Linked DNA regions of Mus musculus: region 1 is linked to region 2. The links are chromatin contacts, called in public Hi-C maps. All regions are on one chromosome and are shown on one strand. Each heading gives the region's core, a stretch centred on a gene start, on an enhancer-like site or on the middle of the called end of the contact. The rest is flanking DNA. Distances are from core to core; before and after follow the strand shown. Region 1 overlaps Sh3kbp1 (SH3-domain kinase binding protein 1). Region 2 overlaps Sh3kbp1 (SH3-domain kinase binding protein 1).

The links. A called contact is a pair of places that touch in the nucleus more often than the background predicts.
Region 1: a contact with region 2 is called in a Hi-C map of the MNK3 cell line, with 2.9 times the contacts expected there. The contact joins two enhancer-like sites. A contact is called at or near these places in 1 of 484 Hi-C or Micro-C datasets (the MNK3 cell line), 1 of 115 datasets of contacts at active chromatin or transcription factors (memory CD8 T cells) and 2 of 9 other capture datasets (adipose tissue and liver).

The regions. Positions count from the first base shown.
Region 1 is chrX:159,827,820-159,831,083 of GRCm38.p6, forward strand. Sh3kbp1 (SH3-domain kinase binding protein 1) reads left to right here. Exons shown (of 18, transcript NM_001135727.2): 6 at 555-760. Among named protein-coding and RNA genes, the nearest start is that of Map3k15, 160 kb to the right of the region's middle. Within about 2 kb of position 1,587, at least 52 of the 459 cell types and tissues checked have an H3K27ac peak or open chromatin away from gene starts, as enhancers often do. A contact at or near this core is called in the MNK3 cell line, where this site is marked.
Region 2 is chrX:159,676,364-159,679,994 of GRCm38.p6, forward strand. The region is part of intron 1 of Sh3kbp1 (SH3-domain kinase binding protein 1); the gene reads left to right. Among named protein-coding and RNA genes, the nearest start is that of Sh3kbp1, 51 kb to the left of the region's middle. Within about 2 kb of position 1,453, at least 79 of the 459 cell types and tissues checked have an H3K27ac peak or open chromatin away from gene starts, as enhancers often do. A contact at or near this core is called in the MNK3 cell line, where this site is marked.

The sequences.
Region 1 (3,264 bases), core at 337-2,836, 150 kb after region 2:
CTTAGAGGAACATGCCTGTATGCATTTATTCCCTGTGAAGCCATCCAAAGAGATTTAAGTCGTTGGCAGTCATGATTTTGTGTGATTTAATTGCTAATCTGTTTAAATCACTTTTAGCTTTACAGTTCCCCTTTAGAAAATGATACTTTCGTTGCTAGTTTCTAATTGACACAAATCAGAGTTTAGAGGTACAGTATTGGTAGTGACTGAGTGGGAAGGTTAGATATGGGCAAGGAGGTTTGGTATTGCACAAGTCATGGGGACGTTTTTTGGATTGAAGTAGGCTTTGGCTGAAGCATGTGAAATGTCACATATACAAAGAAAGTAGAGTTTCTGAAAAGCTATTTTGATTCACTGCTTAAAATTAAAGTCTGGGGTAGGAAGATCAAACAAAACTCAGAGACAGCCTGAGTCAGCACACTCAACACCCCAGTACAGAAGCCCAGGCACACTGTGACAGTTGGCGTCTGGCCAGCTGTAAAGTTCTTTATTGTGGCCTGTGGCTGATTTCTGAGCTCTCTCCCTCTCTTTCTCCTCATCCCCACTGGTGACAGGCTTAAGAGAAACCACAGGCTCCGAGAGTGATGGAGGCGACTCCAGCAGTACCAAGTCCGAAGGTGCCAACGGGACCATGGCAACTGCAGCCATCCAGCCCAAGAAAGTTAAAGGAGTGGGGTTTGGAGACATTTTCAAAGACAAGCCAATTAAACTAAGACCAAGGTCGATTGAAGTGGAAAATGACTTCCTGCCCGTCGAAAAGGTACACTTGACTTTTCTGTCTGATTTTGTTGCAATGGGGAAGAGCCTTGGGCTTCGACCTCAGATGTTTCTGGTCCATGCCTTCCTCCCCCCCCCCCCCCCACTTAAATTCCCTTTTTTGCAGGAGTGGTCTCCCTGCTGCTGATTTCTTACCACTCTCTTGTGTCGGTCAGTTTTCTACAACTATAGCAAAATATGGCTTGAGATAATTAACTTGGTAGGACAAAATGGCTTACCTCATGACCTGGATAGAAAAGAGCTGGGGAGGGTTGGAATCCTATAATCTCTTTTAAGGTCAGTGACCTAAGGATCCCCCACCAGGTCTCACATTTCAGAGGTTCTACAACCTCCTGATGGTACTACTCTAGGGATCAGGTCTAACACCTAGAACTTCATTTATATAAATCTCCTGTAAAGAATGTTTCTCAGGATGACTTTTCAAATGGTTCAGCACTTCTCCATCTCCCATCCAAAGAAGCCACTCATACCTGGACCCAGCTAAATATATGACTCTGAAATCCTTTAGATACCCCCAAATCTATCTCTAATGCTTTGTGTTTATGTGCGTTGGTTGTGTTTATATAGTGGAGAAAAGCAATTGTGTGGATTTTTTTTTCTAAGAGTTAGGTAGAGAGAATTTCAGACTGTTGAAAGGAAGTCTCCTGTATGCGTGTGAGCAAATGATAGAGACAGTTTGTGTTCTGACTCCCTGGGTTGCTCCCATCAGGAAGCTAGCTGTTTTCTTCTGCTTCTGGTTCTGGGCTGGTGAGAAGCAGACAGCATGTTGCTGCTGAGTATGCGGTTGCTATGGCAACATACCCAGAGCCATAGCTCTGTGGCTACTGCTGACGTCTACTGTGGTACACTTCTGAGCATCATAGCCTTCCTTAGGAGTTGATAAATACTGTGGAATTTTCCAAATTATAATAAGCTACACTCGTGCTGTGTTTAAGAAATGTTTGTTAATTTGATTTAGTGTTAAGATGTTTGCTTTGACGCTTGTGCCAGCAGGTTTGGGATAGGGCACTGGCAACATTGCTAATTCACGTCTATCATTGTCTTGTGGTTTTCATTACTCAATGAGGTCAAAATTTAAAGGTTGCATCAGCATCTGCAGCTGTAGAACCTGCACTAAGTACCCAGCCCCTAGCAGCCTTCCCTAATGCCACCAAGCATTGGAAACAGTTTTTGTGGAGTGGGAACATTTTGGACATTTAGTCCCTTAGAGAAAAGGCACAAAGAAAGAAATTGGAGCATGCTTCACTTAAACTCTTCCTTTGTTGAAGTGTCCCTGAACACGTTTTTCTTTTTCAATTATTGATAATGCGATGTTGCCTGTGATCTGAAAACTATGTTGTTAGTGTCTGAACTTGAGTTTTGTTTCCCATGGCCACATTCAGATCCTGTGAAGTAGCCACAAAAAAAGTGAGTAGACATATTGAGAAGGAATGATGAACGGAGATTTTTTTTCTCCATTTTATTCAAGAATTTGGGAAAGAATATAACCATTGACTTAATCAAGGGTACATGATGTGTATATGTGTGATTTATTATTATGATTAATAATATTTGTTTTAGCTGACAGTAATATATTGAGTTATTATATCAGTATCAGACATGATCCTTGTTCTTTCTGTATGTTTTTTGCATGTGTGTGAGTGTATGTATATGTATGTTCACATGTGTACACATGAAGAAGCCTGATGTAGATATCAGGAATCTCTTTTTTTCTCCACTATATTCATTGAGTCAGGGTTTATCAGTCAAACTGAGAGCTTAAAGATATAGAAAATCTTACTGGCCAGCATTCTCTGCAGATCCTAGCTCTGCATCTTGAGGCTGGAATTACAGAAGAGTGAGCGTGCTCCTGTAATTTTGACTCGTGTTCTGGCAATCTGAAGTCCAATCCTCTTGCTTGAGTGGCAAATGTTGACTGCTGAGATTATTTCCCTAGCCCCTGTTTGTTTATTCCTGAGGTGCGATCTCACTGTGTGACCTTTGAACCTCTGAGCTCAGGCCACTTCCCCAGCTCCATAAGTGCTAAGACTATAGGTATGTGTGTCTTCCTACCAGCTACTCCCAAGTTTATGTCATAGCACATTTCTTCCAAGAATGGAATGCCTTTCTATCATTTCCACCTAGAGATTCTAATTCATGTTATTTTATCCAAACCCCAACAACTTCTCCTCCCACAACTTTCTCCATCTCAGATAAAGGTAGTATTATCCCTCTTTCCCTTTTTTTTCTCAAGTTTGTGCCTGACTAATTGAACTGGAAACTCCCTCACCTCTGCCTAACTATGTCTAGCATTTGCCTGTCTGTATTTCATCACCCTAGTAGGGCCCCTTGTTTCTTCTCCCTGTTCCACTCTATGTATATGAAACATAAGGATTTGTGGAAGGTGTAATGTTTCCAAATGTATTAACATTGTACTTTGGAGATTGCAGACATCAGTAGAGTGAGGGAGCTCGGTGGGGCAGTTAGAGCAAGTATATAATTGAAAAT
Region 2 (3,631 bases), core at 203-2,702:
GGGGGGGGGGGGCTGTATCATTGCCTCTGTTCCCCATCTATCTGCTTGACAGCTGGCTTAGCCAACCTAACAGTTAAAAAACAAAACAAAACAAAACAACCCAAAACAAAAACCCACCCATTTTGGGGGGGAAGACATTCAGCAAGTTTGAAGGCAGAGATAGGGAAGGCTGAAGTGTTAGCATTTCTAAGCAGATCTCTTATCTCCCGCGGCTCTAGCTTTTCTTGTTAACTGTAGCTTTTGGCTTTTTTCTGCAGACAATAGTTACAGCAAACTTGTGGAGGCTGGCTTTTTGGCACAGCAGGCAACTGGAGGGCGGTGTTTTTTTCTGATGGGGAGACATTTTTAAATTTTGTAATTTATAGTGTCTTTAAGTATGGGATTTTGTTTACTTTTGTCCTAATTACACCTCTGAGATCCTTTACCTCATCTAGTGCTTTAATTTGGGGCTCATGCAGAGAAAGTTTCCCAAAGGGTACCATTTAAAAAGAAGTTGTAGGTAATGTTTTACCTTCATTTGCTAGAGTTACCTGCAGCTTCCTGTAGATGAGGATATGCGCTTGGAAGCACAGACTTGGGGTCTGGCCGTGTTTGTGTGATATGAGGTCTTTCCTGCTTTTTTTGCTAAGCATTATTCTAGACTGTTGCTATTCGATAGAAATATAATGCAAGCCACACTCATAATTTAAACTTTCTAGCAGCCACATTAACAAAGCTAAACTAGTTCAAATTAATTTCAATATTTATTTACTCCGGTAGGTCCAAAGTGTCATGCTATAGAGCAGTCCATTTGACAAAAAAAAAAAATGTTCAGCTTCTTTGTATTCTTTGCTATTGGAGTCTTAGAGCAAGAACCCTAGCTCCAGCAGTCCCACAGCCTAGGCTCAGGTACTTGTCTCAGTACTCCAATTCAAGAGATGAGCAATGGTGCTGAGCAGAGAAAGATTAAACTGAGGTGGCCTATTGGGAAGGAAAACAAATAAAGGGATCAAGTAGTTCCTAGTTTCTCTTTGGGGTACTGACATGAACTTTAGGTTTTACTAAAAGAAGGATTGTGCTAGGGACAAGAGGCTGCATTATTAGCAACCCTGGTCACATGGTCTGAGTGACCACAGTCTCAGTTCTGGTTCCAGTGGTGACCCAAAGAAGGCCACACTGCTTGATAGAGAAGGCTGGCTTTCAGCAGGTAATAACTTCTGTTCCATGGTACAGCCTTGCCACCACACACAATAGTTGCCATTTGGGGTGGGGGTGTGTCCTGTCCAGGGAGTTTTGGCTATTGCCACAATCCAAGATGACAACAGAGTCACAACAATGACTCAAACCTTTAGGTGCCTTTTCTGGTATGTGGGACAGGACGTTGTAAAATGCAGACAGTCAGATATCTCAGTGACTCCTATCTTCGTGCAGTTAGCCTTGAGCATTGAAAGGAAATGACATAGGTTAGGTGCTGTGGGTTTCTAGATACTCCTGAGTGATTAGCAAGCCTACGTGCAGAGGCAAACAGGTGATGCAGAGTAAAGGAGACAAAATAAAGGCAGATGGCCAGATTTTCATCCTGCTTTTAGCTTATCTGTGCACCCAAGTGAGGAGTCATTACTTTGCAACAGAAGCAGTTTCTAAGTGTCTGTTGTAGGGACCAGTGAGATGACTCAGTGGGTGAAGGTGCTTGCTGTCAAGCCTAATAATCACTGATCCCTGGGACCCACAGAGTAGAAGGAGAGAACCAACTCTTAGAAGTTGTCCTTTGACTGCCACATATGCACTATCACAAACAGTGCTCCTTGTACCTTGAAAAAGTATTTTTTATATGCATAGGTGTTTTGCCTGCAAGTATGTATGTGCATGAAGTGCCTATGAAGTGCCAGAAGAGGGCGTAGGTTCTCCCTGGGATTGGAGTTAAAGACAGTTGTAAGCCAACATGTAGATCCTGACAGTCAAAGTGGGGCTCCCTAGAGTAGCGGCCAGTTCTCTTAACTGCTGAGCCACCTCTCTAGCCCCTCATTATACTTTTATGGCACATGTTGATTCACACAAAGCCACACTTCATGTACTCAGTAGCCACTGTAACTTGTGCTATTACGTTGGAAAGAAAAATCCTGAAACCTTTGAAAGGGAGGAAGAGAGACATAGTTCATGACTTAGGAGCTCTTAACAAAGTCACGCACAGCTTTCTTGCCTTAAGAGAAACCTGATATGTTAAAAAAAAATTCATCTCGACAGGAAAGGTAAAGCAAGCAGGAAGTGATTATTCATGTCACAAAAGAATTAACCGCAGGTTCTTTTAAATAGCAAACTCCCTTAGTGCACTGAACAATATGACTCAATTTGCAGAAATGAGATTGGCACTTGACATTTTAGAGGTACCTTTTGTTGGGCAGAAACTATCTATCAATATAAAGTGTAAGTTGCTGAGTGGTTGGATTATCAAGTCTGCATTGGGCACCTACTGTATGCCCTGGATGCTCACAGTGGCCAGCATAGAACAAACTAAGTGTGATTGATCCACACCCAAAAGGCATTTAGAAGCTCACCAGGAGGACCCACAAATCATCACTACAACATCGGAGGAACTCAGCGGCATAGCCAGAGAGGCCTAGGGGTTAGAGAAGCTAGGGAGGTGGTTTGGAGGTCGTCAGGGACCATTTGAGGCTGAAAGGCAGGGAGGGAACTTTCCTAAGGTTAGAGAGACTGTTAAGTTCTGTTTTATCTGGGAATAATTGTCTTTCAACTGGGAGTTTAGTGAAAGAGTAAATGAAGAAGCAGGCAGCTTGGCAGTCTGTTGTGAAGAAGACTTGAACATTGTGCTTTTATATTCTCTCCATGTCCCAGACCTGAGTGGCCAGCCTTACCATCCATAGTGGGCATCCCCTAAGGCAGGCAGGCAGGCCCTTAAGCACATGGGAAGACACCTGGCAGCGGCCGTTCACTTGGTAGCCATTTACTTAAAGCAGGCTACTGGTTTTCTTCCAGCTGCACCTTGCTAAAGAAAGTTCAGGTAGAGACCTGCTGTTTAGGAAGGAAAAAACAAGGCTGTGATCCACACTTTAGTCAAGTCTGGAGCCCCTGGAAGTTTACAGGATCTAAGTGAACCAGGACAGCTGCCTTTGTCTCTTTGGAGGGAGGCCTCCCTCTCCTGCAGGCACACCTATAACTTGAGTTCTCTCAGGTTGCCTTCCCCAACATTTTAATGTCTCTAATCAGAAAAAAACAAATTAGAGCAGAAATGTCCTTTCCTGGTCTAACGTGATGTGTTTTGGGGAGCCCGAGTTCATGGTTTTGTATGTTGGTTTGTTTTTCATGGTGCTGAGAACCGTGCTTAGGTTCTCATGCCATGCTAGGCAAGAGTTCTACCATTGACCTGAATTCCCAGACCTTGTTTTTTTTCTCTTTCTTTCACTTAAAAATATTTATTTCACGTGCATGTGCATTTGCAAATACATAGGTATGTGTACCACATGTGTGCCTAGTACCAGAAGACTGTGTCTGGTCCCCTGAAACTAGAGTTAGAGACGGTTATGAGCTGTTATGTGGGTGTAAGGAATTGAACCTGGTCCCACTGGAAGAGCAGTGAGTGCTCTTAACTACTGAGCTACCTTTCCAACTCCATGATTTCTTTTCCAATAAAGAA